Linked DNA regions of Ovis canadensis: region 1 is linked to region 2. A link is a contact called in public Hi-C data. All regions are on one chromosome and are shown on one strand. The core of a region is the stretch at or near the end of the contact, and the rest is flanking DNA. Distances in the headings are between cores, read along the strand shown.

Evidence for each region. A called contact is a pair of places that touch in the nucleus more often than the background predicts.
Region 1: a Hi-C map of fibroblasts shows a contact between it and region 2, with 2.3 times the contacts expected there. The contact joins the enhancer-like site here to the promoter of TRIM13 in region 2. A contact is called at or near these places in 2 of 2 Hi-C or Micro-C datasets (fibroblasts and lung).

Annotation. Positions count from the first base shown.
Region 1 is chr10:33,920,109-33,926,979 of ARS-UI_OviCan_v2, forward strand. LOC138446517 (a long non-coding RNA gene) reads left to right here. Exons shown (of 6, transcript XR_011259373.1): 6 at 276-2,204. Among named protein-coding and RNA genes, the nearest start is that of TRNAR-UCU, 73 kb to the right of the region's middle. Within about 2 kb of position 5,358, the one cell type or tissue checked has open chromatin away from gene starts, as enhancers often do. A contact at or near this core is called in fibroblasts, where this site is marked.
Region 2 is chr10:33,801,807-33,809,300 of ARS-UI_OviCan_v2, forward strand. It overlaps TRIM13 (tripartite motif containing 13), which reads left to right and starts at 1,638. Exons shown (of 3, transcript XM_069601399.1): 1 at 1,638-2,306; 2 at 2,858-2,967. SPRYD7 (SPRY domain containing 7) reads right to left here and starts at 3,753. Exons shown (of 11, transcript XM_069601432.1): 1 at 2,381-3,753.

The sequences.
Region 1 (6,871 bases), core at 4,108-6,607, 120 kb after region 2:
CCATAATTACATAATATACTTAGGTATATTTTCCCCTCAGCCCATGAGGAGAAATAGTTTTATAACCTAAAAGATTTATCTGTACATTAAATTAAACATTAGCATTTCTGTGTGGTATTCAGTATTTTTAGTGGTTACAAAAATTCCATTAGATTGATGTACCTTGGTTTATTTTATAACTCCTTTACTATTGAATATTCAGATGGTCTCCTATCTATAGATACTGTTATAAGCATATATAAATCTTTGATTTCATATCTGATTTTTTTTTTCAGGATTGGTTCCTGTAAGTGAAACTACTGTATCAAAGATTTGGACATTTTTGACTCCAGAAAGGTAATATAGTAATAGATGGGTGTGTAAATTACATTCTTAGTAACAGTTATTAGCACTTATTTTCAGTCTCTGCCAATCTGATGGAAAGACTCTTTCTGTAATTTAGATAAAGTTCCATTTTGCTCATACACTCATATTAGTAACTTAACCATTTTAGGGACTTACAGTTCTTTATAGAGCCTTGCCAAGATATTGAAGAAAATATATTTTGTTTTTGGCTTTGGCAGCATTTAAGACAAATTATATTTTGAACACACAGAAAGGTGAGGAAAAAGGAACATAAAAAAGGATCCAAATTATTTTACTTAATAAAAAGTAAGTTTGTATTTTTTTTTAGATACAGGAAAGTTTTATGATCGTCTAAGAAGCTTAATAGATATATAAATTGATTTTCCATTATAGACATGGAGAATACTGCTGCTTTTTACATTTCCATTAAATATATATGCAATTAATTATTTCTTGGGCACAAAGGAAGTTCAACACAGTACAAGAACATATTCTTGTACTATGTACAGGCCATATTCTGACCACAAAACAATGCTCTGTGATGACCTAGATGGCTGGGATTGGAGGTAGGGGTAGGGTGGAGGGAGGTCCAAGAGGGAAGAGACACATGTAGTCTTCAATTCTTAATGTAGTAGTAGAGCAATATTACTATCAACCAGCAACATCGTGTTTTATTTATGGAAATCATTGAATTTATTGCTTAAGGTGCCATTTTTACTACAGAACTTTTCAGAATGCTTCGAAATACTTAGTCTATAAGGTTAAGAAAAACATTCATTGGATAACTACTTTGAAATAATTTCCACAACCCTGTCTTCATTCAAGAGGCCTAGAAACAGACTGGCTCACTTCCAACTTCCTTACTTGTTATCTTTGCTATGAAGTCATTCTATAGATAGGTTAATAAGCATTCTGGCATACAGCAAAATTGCATCTGTGAAACTATATGGCACGGTTTGGCTGGGGTTGTTCCTCCTTCGGAACTGTATTACGTAATTTTAAAGTGTTTACTTAAGCTCCTTTGGGCTGCCTCCATGGTAGCTATGAAGTCACTGAGAATTAGGAACAGTTTGGGGCCTGATAACAAAGTCTATTAGTTTAATGTGAACACTGTCAATTTTTTTTTTTTATCATTGCTGTATAAGGAAGTTTAAAAACAAAGATATTGATTCATTTTATTTTTTAAAAGAGCTTGCTACTTCAAAAATTATGAAATATAACACAAAGCAATCATAAATGTACATTTGCTCATTACCTAAATGTGCTTATTTTAAAACTTGTAATGAATTCACAATGTGATTTTGACCCAATAGAACTATAAATAATTATGCAAAATTACCAAAATGTATAGAGCACAGACTTTAGCAGAGTATGAATTATTAAAACAGCCTAAGCCTTCTCTAAGTCATAAAGGAAGTTTTCTATGAGAACATCAAAGGTATATAAACTGTAATAATATCAGCTTTGGGAGAATTTAAAAAGATACCAGGTTATAAGAAAAGACTATTTTATCTTGATTGAATACAGAAAGGTATTTTCAGTTCCTTAGAGAACTCTTAAGCTCCTTTACCAACCAAATAACAGTATGTCATGCAGTTCAGGCAGTAGGCATTGTAAAAGTGAAAGAAGAGCTATTCAAATTTTGTATGGTAATAATCAAGTTTTATATCAATTCAAGGAAACATGCAGATTCTTATACCTAAAATCTCAACCATCACTTTAGAATTATACTGAATTTTATGAATCAACAAGCCCAAGTAAAAAAGATCCTGATATCTAAAAATGTATAACCCTTTTTAAGAACTGTCATTCTGTCTTAATTATATAACATGAATTTATTATAAAATTACTTAATGGAATAATCTCCATGGCATTTTGCTTTTAAACTTGGAGAAGTCACTGATGGTCTTGCAATGAGCTAGTAATATCCAAAGTCAGGGACAGTTTAAGGAGGCAGTGGAAAACTTTTAGGACCTGATCATGTCTTTGAAAAGTGCAGCCACTGGGAGTGTCCTACCTAGCTTTGGAGAGACAGGAGTCTGTATATGGAGGCCTGACCTGGACGGGAGGGAATGGTCATGGAGGAGAAAAGGGGGAGAAGATTATGAGATTGCCCACTCAGACTGGCTCTCAATTAGCTTTGCTGTAATGATGAAATACTTGGATTTTTATATTCACTTCTAATATCAAAAAAGGATATTTGTTATGTTTAAACAGTTTTTATATACAACGTGTTGTTTAAATCTGTTTATCTGAAGTTAAAATGTGTGGTGATTTTAAACACATGGCAAATTCTTTGACGCTCTTCCCAGTAAAAGGCAGAGTCTGATTCTCCTTCTAGAATCTGTATGGCTTAAGTGATACGCCTCAGAGGAACAGAATGTGATGGACAGGATTTCTAGGATTAGGTTCTACAGCTTCACTTGGCTCTCAGTCTTGGGACCCTTGGAACCCAGAGCCATGCTGTGAGGAAGCCCAGACCACAAGGAGTGGCCATGTGCAGGTGTTCAGGCTGAAAACCCTAGCTAAGATCCTAGCCATCTGTGAGCAGGGATTGCTAGATGGGAAAGTGAACCGCCTTCAGATGATGCAAGCCTTTAGCCTATGAGCTGCCCCAGCTGACTCCCTGTGGGCAAGAAACAAGCATCTTGCAGAGCCCTACCCATAACTGCATATTCCTCAGCAAGTGTTGGTTTTAAACCATTACGTCCTGAGGGTGGTTTGTTTTGTATCTGAGTTTCTGCTTCCATTAAATCTCTAGCTCAGGTTAGCTGTGACAACTGGGAAACCTTTTCCCCTCACTTTTTGTTGTTTCCCTAGCCAGACTGAGATCTTAAGCACTTCTGGGTACTGTGTATGATTAAGTGTGGTTTTGAAGGGCCATGAGAAACAAATACCACCCTTATGGGAATTCATTCTAGCTCACGTCCCTTTCCTTGAAGGTCTGGTGGTTGAGCAGGGCAAAAACAAAGCTTGATTCCATCTGTCTCTCCTTTTCTTCTTCTCTAGCTATCCACAGTTTTTAAAAAGAGAGGAAAGCAAGATTTTATCCTCTCCTGCCCTTGTCTCCCTTCTGAATTCAAATCTTTGGGAAGGTGCTTTCTTTTTCACTGGAAGGGTACACAGCCTTTTCAGTGGATTTTCAGCCACAGCTTTTCATTCCTTTTCAAGGAAGCAAAACAGAGTTCCTCCTCCTGAACCAGAGGCCCATTTCTCCTCCCAGTCCACAGCCCAGACCAGAATGGGGATCCCTTGATCTGGCCCGTCAGTCACTTTCCCATTCTACCAGCTGTTTCAAATTAGCTTTCTTGAACCCCTCTCCTATCCCCACTGCCACTAGGTATACAGCAGTGGTCCTAGTTGATTCTTAGATCACAGGCTATTTTATTTTCCATCTTCCTGTCTCCAGGACCCCACCTGGTGTAATCTTTTGAAGGACCTGTATTCTTTTCATAACTGACCATGCATTTCCATTAAAAAAATGAAATCCTTTTATGGTTTTCCCTTTTCTGTAGGTTTAAATCCTGAGGCCCAATAATCATTTACACACAGAATAAACACTTGAGATTGTATGCTGAATTGTAGTAGAGGTTACTCTGGAGAGAGACCAGATTGCTTTCCCTAGGTTCTCAAAAGGGTATTCCTGCCCCCAAAAGCTAAACACTTGTAGGTCTTAAGCTACATTCCAAACTCCCCAGCGTGGACTACAAAGTCTGTGTGACCTGGCCTTTCATCCAGCCTCCCTTCTCCCCCTTTTCACAGCCCACCCATTCTTACTTGGCTGTAGTTGTTCACTACAGGCTTTGTACCTGCTACTTTGCTTGTTCAGCTTGGGAAAACTCTTTCCTTAGCTGGTCTAACTTCTGCCCATCCAGGAAACCGTCTTCTTTTAAGAAGCACCTCAGGTCAGCTACCTACAGGAAGCTATTCAGGCTAAGCAAGCTGGGTGTGAATTCCTGCCTCCCTAAAGCCAGGCTAGCAACTGCTCTTTCTCTTAGCGTCTGCCTCTTGGATTTCCAAACTAGGGTGGAGGTGGGAAAAAAATAAAACAGTGAAGTAAAACCTGTAAAACAAGCAGTGACTAATTGTTTGTGCAGCACTTACACTGAACAATCATCCCAGGCTGTAGTATACACTTTTGTAGTGCTTTCTTAGGAGGGAGAGATTGGGTTGCAAACGTGTAATTTATATTTGCCCCAGAGTTTTGACGATAAATACAACAGACACCTTCCTGTTAAGACAATTTCCTACAGGAATTTTCCGCACCATCCCATTTTCCTTTATCTTATGCCCAGCCACCAAATGGTGTTATGTATTTAACAAATACTGAAATTAATAAATATAGTTCTGATATCCTGCTATCTACTAGGATTGCTGGGTCATTTATCTGAATTGTTTCTCCTTGGTTCACGCAACATCACCGCCCCCAAAAGGTCTAACACATCGTGAAGTGTCCTTAAAATTCTCCACCTACCCAGGAAGACGCTCCTACTTTTTGAGATACACTGTGTACTTGTGAGGTCTGCTTTCTCTCACAGCACAGGCTTTTTAAAGTCAACCCTTGACTCGTTCAGAAAAAGTTAAGGCTTAATTGCTGTCTTGAAACAGAGCTCTTTTCCCTCCTAGGGCGGACGGATCTGAGAGAAGTGTATTTCCCTGCTACTAACGAATCAACTTATAAATAGCGCTTACCGCGCTGAGTCACCAAAACCCGGAGTTTCCCCAAATAGCTTTATAACGACTGCTGGAATCGAGTGCTCCGGAACGGTGACAAACGCCTGTCACACACCCGAGAGGCTGGACGCTAGGCTTGCGCCGCCGAGCGGGGTCTCCAAACACCCGGCTTTCGGAGAACGCGGGCACGGCAGCCTATGTCCCAGCCTGGAGTTGAGAGTCGGACCTCAGGAGCGCGCTGGGCGCTCTCGGGACGCGGCCAAGACTTGGCCTTGACCGTCCGGGGCCGTCCCCGCCCCCTCCGGAGCTGGGAGCCGCAGGGGGCCGGCACCAGCTTCCGCGCGGAGCCGCCCGCCCGCTCACACAATGGGGCGCGTCGGGGGAGGGCGGCCTCAGCCACCGCTCTGGGCCCGGGCTCCGGGCAGCTGGGGATGAAGCCAGGAGCTGGGGCAGCAACGAAAACCCCCTCCACCCGTCTCCTGCCCGCCCACTCCCACACTTCGAAATGGCTGCAGCCGCCGCTTAGGGGGCTGGGGGGGGGGGGGAACGGAAGTGCCACCCCCTGCAGTCAGGGGATGGTGACGTCATCCCTACTGTCAGCCTGTAGCGGGGGCGTCTGCCCGTCACGTGACCCCCCGCTCCTAGCCGAACCCCGCGCGCGCTCGCGCGCGCTCCCTCCCCCACCAGCTTCTCCCCACCTCTCGCCCTCCCCGCTCCAGCGCGGCTGTCAACAGCGCCAGCTCCGCCCCCTCCCCCGCGCCCAGTGTAACCGCCACGGCGGCGCGGCGAGCGCTCGCGCTTGGGTCCGGGCGCCCCGGAGGAAAGCGTTGCCTTCTGTCCTCACCTCGCCCCCCTCCCCTCAGTCGCCGGCGCGGCGGGTCGCGTGGGCACCGGAGCCAGGAGTGTGCGGTGGCGTGCGGCGACAGCGCTTCTCCACTCAGCCCTCCCACAGCAGCTGCGCGGGACGAGGTGGGGACGCTAGGTCCGAGCTCCGAGGGGGCGAGCTGGGCTCAGCAGCCCCCTGGTCCTGGCGCGTCTTCCCTGGGGGTTCGGTATCCCAAGCAGGAGCTGCAGCAGGGAGCCCGCCGTCGACCGCTCGCTCGCCCGCCCGCGCCCCCGCGGCGCTCCCGCCTCCACTCTCCTCGCCGCCTGGGCGGCGCAAGCTAGTCCTGGCTTCGTCTCTGGCCGCGGCGCGGCCACCGGCTGTACGACGAGGGGGGCCAGGCGCTGACCGTCTCCGGAGCCCCTCGGCCACCCCGCCGTGCACTGCTAGGCTTCCAGATTGGGTGGCTGTCACTGCTGCGCCTCGCTCTAATTTTTTCCCCCTTTATTCCCTTCTAAAAGTAGAGGCTTGGGGGAGGGAAGAGAAAACCCAGTGTAGAAAGGGGGCGGTGCGGACTGACCTGTCAACGGTGGAGGAGGAAGACCCTCCGATCCGGGCGAGCTCTCGAGCCCGCGCAGGGACCGGAGCCCTGGGTTCGCGCGGAGAGGCGCGGCGGCGGCGGCGGCAATGCCTCAGCCAGGTGTCCCCCCTCGGCGGGGCCCGCGCTGCCGCGCCCGCCCCCTCCCCCGGGCGCCGCGCTCCCCGCCCCATCGCCAGGGACCAGGGAACCCCCCAGCTCGATTTTTTTGTGCAGTTTCAGCAAAGCTCCGAGGAAGTTGGTCCTTTTGTTCCACTATTTATAGATTGCGTCAACATTGCGAAAAGGAGAAGGCGGAGCGGTGGCCCCTCCCCCCTCCCCTCCTCCAGCCGGCTCCTGGGAGAGAAAAGCCCCAGCACACGACCTAAGTACACAGCGCGCCAGCCGCCCGCCCGCCCCCGGCCTCCCGCTCGCCGCCTCCCCCTCCTCCC
Region 2 (7,494 bases), core at 388-2,887:
TGCAGGAGACCCAGGTTCGATTCCTGGGTGGGAAAGATCCCCTGGAGAAGGAAATGGCAACCCACTCTAATATTCTTGCCTGGAGAATCCTAAGGACAGAGGAGCTTGGTGGGCTACAGTCCATGGGGTCGCAAGAGTCAGAGATGACTTAGCGACTAAATCACCACCACCACTACCAGCCAGATACACATGAGTATCATATAATTACATAAGGATAATTTCTGATGTATGAATTAATAACTTTTCCCTCTTTTATCATTTTAATATTAGGGTAATTCAAAATGTTTATACAAACAGGTGTTTTTTAAATAACACTTATTTAGTAGGCAACTGGGATGCAGTTTTTGTACTGACAGTTACCTTGCTATAGAAAGACTGTGTACCTGGAATATGACTTCAGAGACTCAGTTCTGCCTGTTTTTTGTCTTGGAATTATGACTTCATCTGCTTCCTCATCTATAGGTTGCAGATCACAATAGCCATTCCACAGTGTTCTTATGAAGACAAAATGCCATAAATATAGGAACTCTTTGAGAAATGGAGTATTTCCTGCCATATCAATAAACAAGGATGTCACAGTTATCAGCGATTCCAGCCATCCGGGGCAACCAGGAAGGAAAATAAGACCTGCTGCAGGGCAGCCATTAGGTTGCAGCTATTCCCTATCCCTATGGTGAGCACTGAGAAAAAACAGGATCTGGCCCCAGATAGCTGAGATGCATATGAAAAGAACGATTTCAGTGAGCCCAGACACTTGCATCTTTTGGTACATAGAAAACACTAAATTCCTTGGTTTTCTTCAATTCACAATTCTTTTGATGTTCAGACTACCTGCCCCTTGTTGCAAACTTCTATAACTTGATCTCCCTACCCAGCCCTACCCCCAGCAGTTCTTTCAGGGTCGCTTGAGATGCTGTCTCCCAGGCTTGAAGTCCTAAAAATTCCCACTGAATAAATCATATTTCTCAACTTTCAGATTGTGACTATATTTGACGGCAACATATTCTTCAAAGGCAAAATTGGGTTTAACAGATAAACACAACACTGGGTTTTATGGGACCTAAGCATGGTCAGGAACTCCAGTTCATCTAACATCTTAGAAGGGAGTGGGGAGGAGCTTTTCACAGCGATTGAGCTAAGCAGTGTTAGTTACTGGGCCCAAGCACCAATCCTTTTCTCCAGGAATTCTTCTTCCAAAGAACAGACTTCCTGTACACAGACAGACTCAAACCCAGGGAATATTCTGTGATTTTTCTGTACTTGCTTCACATCCCTCAAGGCTGCAAGTTTGGGAGAAGCCATTCTTTCACATTTGTAATCTTGTAATTGCTCGTTTTTAAGTGCTTAACGCCTTTGCTGTTAGAGAATGTCCCTATACAGGGGGCTGGACGTCAGAATACAGAGTCAGGCTAGCGGCTAATTGCATTTAAGTTCTTTCTCTCCGAAGGAAAGGGCAGTGGTGTTTTCCCTAAAAAGAAACCTTAAATTGGGTCCCTCGTGTTCAGTCTAAAGCCTGCAAAGAAACAGATAGGGAGGACGGGGGCGGCAATAGTTAACTATTTTGATTGTGCTTTGGCTGGAGCCCTTGGCTACAGCCTGGCGCTGGTCTCTGCGCAAGTGCCCGTCCCACCCACCCCGGGTTGTGGGTGCAGGCGGACAGCCGTCTCAGTCTCCCCCAAGCCGCTGAGGCGAGCTTCTGGTCGTGAGAGATGCAGATGAAGCGGTGTGAAGGGTTGGGCTTTTTTTTTTGTTCCTAAAAATGCAACGAACAAAAAAAAAAGTACAACAATCCAAACCCAACCATCTTCGTCGTGCGCCGGCTTCCTTCCCAGGCGGCTCCACCGGGAACCACGCCGCCTCCTGTCGCCCGCGCTCGGCCGGCGCCCAGCCCGCGGGTCCGCGCGATCCGCGTCCCCGGCCCGGCGCCCCGGGCACGGCGCCCCGCGGGCGCGCGCAGCCCTCGCGAAGCGAGCGGAGCGCGCCGCCGGGAGCCCGCCCCTCGGCCCCGCGCGCCGCGCGCGCCGGCGGTTGCAGGCGGCGGTTGGAGATACCGGAAGGGCTCCCGCCTCCCCTCACCCGCGGCCTCCCTCCCCGGGGGAAAGGCGAGCCCCGGGAGGCGGAACAAAGGCGCGGCTCGGCGGGGGAGGCGGACCGAAGTGCCGGGGGAAGGAGGGCGTCGGGGCGAGGCCCGTCGGCGCCGCGAGTCCATTTTGCAGCCGTTCCCGCCTCGTAAACGCGCGGTACCCGCGGCCGGAGGACTGGCGGCTGCGCGGCTCCCGGCGGCTTCCCCTCCACCGACCCCGGAGGTCCGAGATAAGTACGCGCCGGCCGGCCTCTCCTGGAGAAGCGGGGTGGGGACTTGCCCTGGCTGGGCGGGCACCTGCGTGCGTGGGGGCTGGCGGAGAGCTCAGTCTGAGCTCTGGTCTCCGCGGAGAGCAGCCGGGCCCGGTTACCGGAGGTGGGGGGAATGGCGTGCGGGTGGGCGGCCGGGGCCGGGCCAGCGCGGCCGGGCTGCAGGAAACCTGCTCCGCTACCAAGCGCTCCTGGCTTCACCGCCGGCTCCTCGGGGTCGCCTACAAAAGAAGAGGCGACCGTGAACCAGAGTCGGAGCGCGCGACCACCACCCTCTGGCACTAGGCGTGGGGAGGCTGCCTGGTGCCAGGGGAGGGCGCCCTAGCCGTGAAGCTCCTTAGCACAAAAGATCGCCAGGCTCTCCCAGGCTCCTGGCTTTTTCACCAGGTCCTTGCCGGCTGGCTTTATTTGTGGGGGGATGATTGGAAAAAAAATTGAGGGTCAAGACTAAGGATCCTGTGCAGATAAATGCATAACACTCTTCTTTGTTCTTTCTTTGCAATAGCCTCGTTTTGATTACCAGTCACGACCTGAAGAAAAAACAAACCAAAACCTGATTGCTTTGCCTTGGGAACCAGTAACCTGACCAATACTCCTGGCTTGCAAGTGACAGAGGTAAACTACTTTTCCCTACATTAAGCAAAAAAGCACCCAATTTCTTCAGGCCCAGAACCTTTCAAAATCGAACTCTGTCGAGATTATATGTTCCCACCCTCATAAATGGTCTTTGTTCGTTTCATATTTTGTCAAAACCCAGAAAAATAGATTCAATACTTAGACATTCTTTAAATGACAGTTATTTGAAACATAATCCAAAGATTTGTATTGCAAAGGAAGAGAGGCTACAACAACTTTTGGTTTTAAATAGGGTTTGTCTTTTTTTTTTTTCATTTCCTGTGTCACTGCTGCTTGGGTTTGTACAACAGGGCTTGAGTTTTCTGACCCTATAATAGGTATTTTAAAAGCAGAATTTCTTTTACATAACCAGTCCCTGTGGTAGAACTTGATGGAGTTGTTGATTAACTGGTTATACTTCTGTCTTGCACAGTAAGAAGATATATTTCTTCATACTCTCCTGTCTTTCCCTAAAAATACTTTTTTTTTTTTTTGCACCAGCTGACATACTAAGCCTCTCTGGCAAGTCTTTCTGTAACACCAGGTTATTTTTATTCTCTACATGTATTGGTTACCTGGCCCTACTTCTGCCATAGCTGTTAAGCTATGCCCATCTCCACCAATGGTGCTTTGCACCTGGTATGCTATGTAACACTTTGCCCTCCCTTGAAATTATAGTTCAAGAGAGTCCAACTGTCTTAGGACTTTTCTTGGTTAATACACTATGCTCTAACTCATGCTCACTGTAAATGTGTAGTTACAGTTTTTACAGTATCTCTACACATGTTAATTAAATCACCTTACAATGATGTAGGTCAATAGTTTACAAGATTGTCACACATTACTTAATCTTTCCAAGAACATGAGGTAGGTATAAAAATCCTGATGCCATAAAGGGTAGAGCTAGTGCTTGGAAAGCTAGGTAGTTAGATGCAGTTTCAGTGCTCTTTACCCTTCTTCACTGGAGAATCTGTTACAACCTACTTTGTAAAAATTATAGCATTTTAGAAGGGATTTAGAGAACTCATGATTAGATGTCTCCATTTAACAAGTGAGGATCCTGAATTCTTGACCCACTTTTCGGATAGTGCTGCTGCTGCTGCTAAGTCACTTCAGTCTTGTCTGACTCTGTGCGGCCCCATAGACGGAAGCCCACCAGGCTCCTCGGTCCATGGGATTTTCCAGGCAAGAGTACTGGAGTGGGGTGCCATTGCCTTCTCCGTCGGATAGTGCTGAGGTCTCATAATTGGGCAACTCAGGTCCTATGCCTTGCTTGCTGTGTACAGTTTGCAGGGTGGGGTGGGGCTCAGTGTTTTCACTTGTAAAGTTAGGTGTTTAGCTAAATGATCGCTAAGAGCTAAAATGTTTTTAAGCCCAGTATTTTATTCTTACCCCATAACTTTTAGCACCATGTACTATATATTGGTGATATGCAGACACATACTAATATTAACTGCCTTAAACAGTTTTATACTTTAAACTTAGGTAGGTATGGTAAAATATGCCTATTTCTTCTTCTCTTTTTTTTTTTTTTTAACTAAGCTCTGTAAAAGTATGGTTCTGTTGTAAGGTCAGGAACTACTTGGAGAGGTGGAGCACCATCATACATCATTGGTCAGAGTGCAGAAAGTGGTATACTCTTTTCTAGAGGGAAACTTGACGGTTTTTTCAGGAGCCTTGAGAATGTTTCTACTCTTTGACTCACCTGACAATACACTTAAAGGAACCATTTAAGGAAATAATTAGAGTGTTGGACTAAGACTTTGCTACATTGTTCATTAAAATGTTATAATCCCCCCAAAATAAACAGTAGGAAATAGCATATCCATAAGATGATCATGTTTTAAACGAATAGGGGAACAATAGGGGAAATGCAAGTAATAAAATAAGTGGGAAAAGTGGACACAGAGTTCTGTTACACTACCAGTTCTGTTAAAATATGGTGTGCATACACACAAGATTGGAAGAAATATGCCAAAATAATGTTAGAAGAAATACACCAAAATAATCATAATGGTTATTTCTTGGCAATGTGACCATGGGTAATTTTTTCCCCTATATTTCCTGAATTTTCTGTAATCACAAATTATAATTTTAGAAAAACAAAATCCACATGTATGGATAACCTCTCCAACATTAGTATGGTGTCAGCTTTCTATGTCCTTTTGTAAGGCATTTCTTACATCTTGTATGATAATACCTCTGTAAATGTGCTATATTTTGGAATTTAGGGCAGGAACGGATTTTTTACTATTTCATCTTTTAAAACAGCATTAGATGGTTGGATTGTCCATTTTTGTATTCATGAAAGACACTGCTGCTTTCATTACCTTGCCTTGAAACTCTCAGGTACTAGAGGAATAGCACCCCTAACAGGTAACCAAAAACAGGTGTCCTTTGACAGGGAGAATAGTTACACTCCAGTCAAGCCCTTGAGGGAATCCAAGCAGATTCCCTTAATGTGGATGCTTTCTAATTCATTTGCATTATAGATGTAGATACATTTCTAAGGAAAAGTGGAACTGAAAATTTTTGCTGATAGTTTAAATCGTCTTTCCGTGGAATAAGCACCACAAGTGTATCCTATTTGGCAATAGCCTGGCCAACCCTTCAGAATTCCCAGAGGAGCTCTCTTTGTTCCCCCGAATATGTGCAGATACTGAATAGGAGGGTGGAGTGTCAGCATAGTGAATAGACTATAGCCAACCTGGAAACTGCTTAAAGTTTAGCATAATCAGCTTTCTATTTGAAATATTTTCTAGATGAGTTTTACTTAGAATAAACTATGTATGTAATTCTACACTGAACAAAGGGAACTTGGTGCAGACCAATTTTATTGGTAGGTAGTACTGATCAGTTGGGCACAGAATAACCTTTTTCTCTTGGCGCAGTATTACACACTAAGTGATTTTCACTTACCAGATAGATCTAGCTTGCTGTGTACTGAAGTGACAGTACTTTTCTGAAAGCTGGTATTAACCTCAAATGCAGGGCTAGATGATGAAAACTTTCAATAGATACCAATCTGTTGGGGATAATAATTTAGGCTAGTGATTGCCAAGTTTATTGTTGCAAAAGAAGATTTGTTCTAAAATTTTTTTCACCTTCATTTAAACCTCTTTACATTTATTTGGGAGATAAGAAACCAGACACGTCTGGTTCATAACCAGTTCACGTCTGTTGGTAGTTCCAATTTAAGTTAATTTTAACTCTTAACAGGTAAAGATAAATAATCTGAATCTGGTTGGTACCAGACTAGGAGAATAATTTAGGCCATATGTTATGTTTCCTTGAAATTCAGACCTTCATTTTATTCTAATTGATTGCATCTGGGTGGGAGAGAATGGGATTTCATACCATTAGATATCCTCATAGATTTCTAAATAGTTGTTCATAAATAGGATAGTGATACTTGATCTAGCTCATAATCCTAGAACTATTGATTTAATGCTACTGATTAACAGGATTACAGAATAATATCTTGGGTGACTATCAGGTGAGAGAGAGAAGGTGTGAGATAAGGAGGGAATAAGAGGAAATCAAAAAGATTATGTTTTTTGAAGTAGAATGGGGAACATGAGATAAAAGAAGAATAAACAAGAGTCAAGGAAAAAGAGTGGCATAGAGAAGAGAATGAAGGAAAGGAAAAAACTAATTTTTCCCAAGTTTGTCTAGACTATGAAGGTAATGACCTAGTTTTTGGTTTTTGAGATGTCATTTTAGTCCAAAAACTTGTGAACTTTCGGAGTAGGTAGGGCTTCTAAGCTGCTAGACCCTCTACTAGGTTTATTTTGCCCTAATCAGGAATTCTATTAGAAATACAGTGGAGGAAATTTTACTTATTATTACTTATTTACTTATTACTGCCACTTATTCTAGACAGTGCCAGAAAAGGTAGGTTACTTATGTCTTATATGGCCACAAAGGTAAATTATATGGTGTTTGCAAGGGCCATGTAACAATTAGATAAGCTATTTTAGATACTATACATGGTATATTTTCATATTCCTTTTTTAAGTTATCAGAAATTTTGTTTTTTTCTTAATCTCACAATATCCTGTTTGGATCATGTTTTGGCACAGTCTCTAAAAGCCAGAATGAAGTGTTAATAACATACTGATAAAGAGTACTTAAAAAAAAAACAACTTGGTAAATAGTTTTCATATATTATTAGATAACTTTCAAAACAGTTTTTCAATGAGGAGAAAAACTAACATGTGTAGGTGGTTTGTCCAAGGTCATAGATTGAGAGCAAAATGAGTATGTCAGTCTACTCATAGGCCTGGATCCAGACATTTCCAGTAAGATACTTTTTATTTTATAAAAGATAAAAAAATTTATGAAGCTTATCATTGTCAGCTAGTATTTCTGAAGTTTTACCTTTTTAGCTCAATATGATTTTCTTATAACTGGTCTCACTGTTGATTTTTTTTTTCCAACTTTTGTGAAAATTTTCAAATATACTAAAAATTAAAAGTACACTGCAATAGATATCCTTATATCCTCCACCTAGATTCAATTATTATT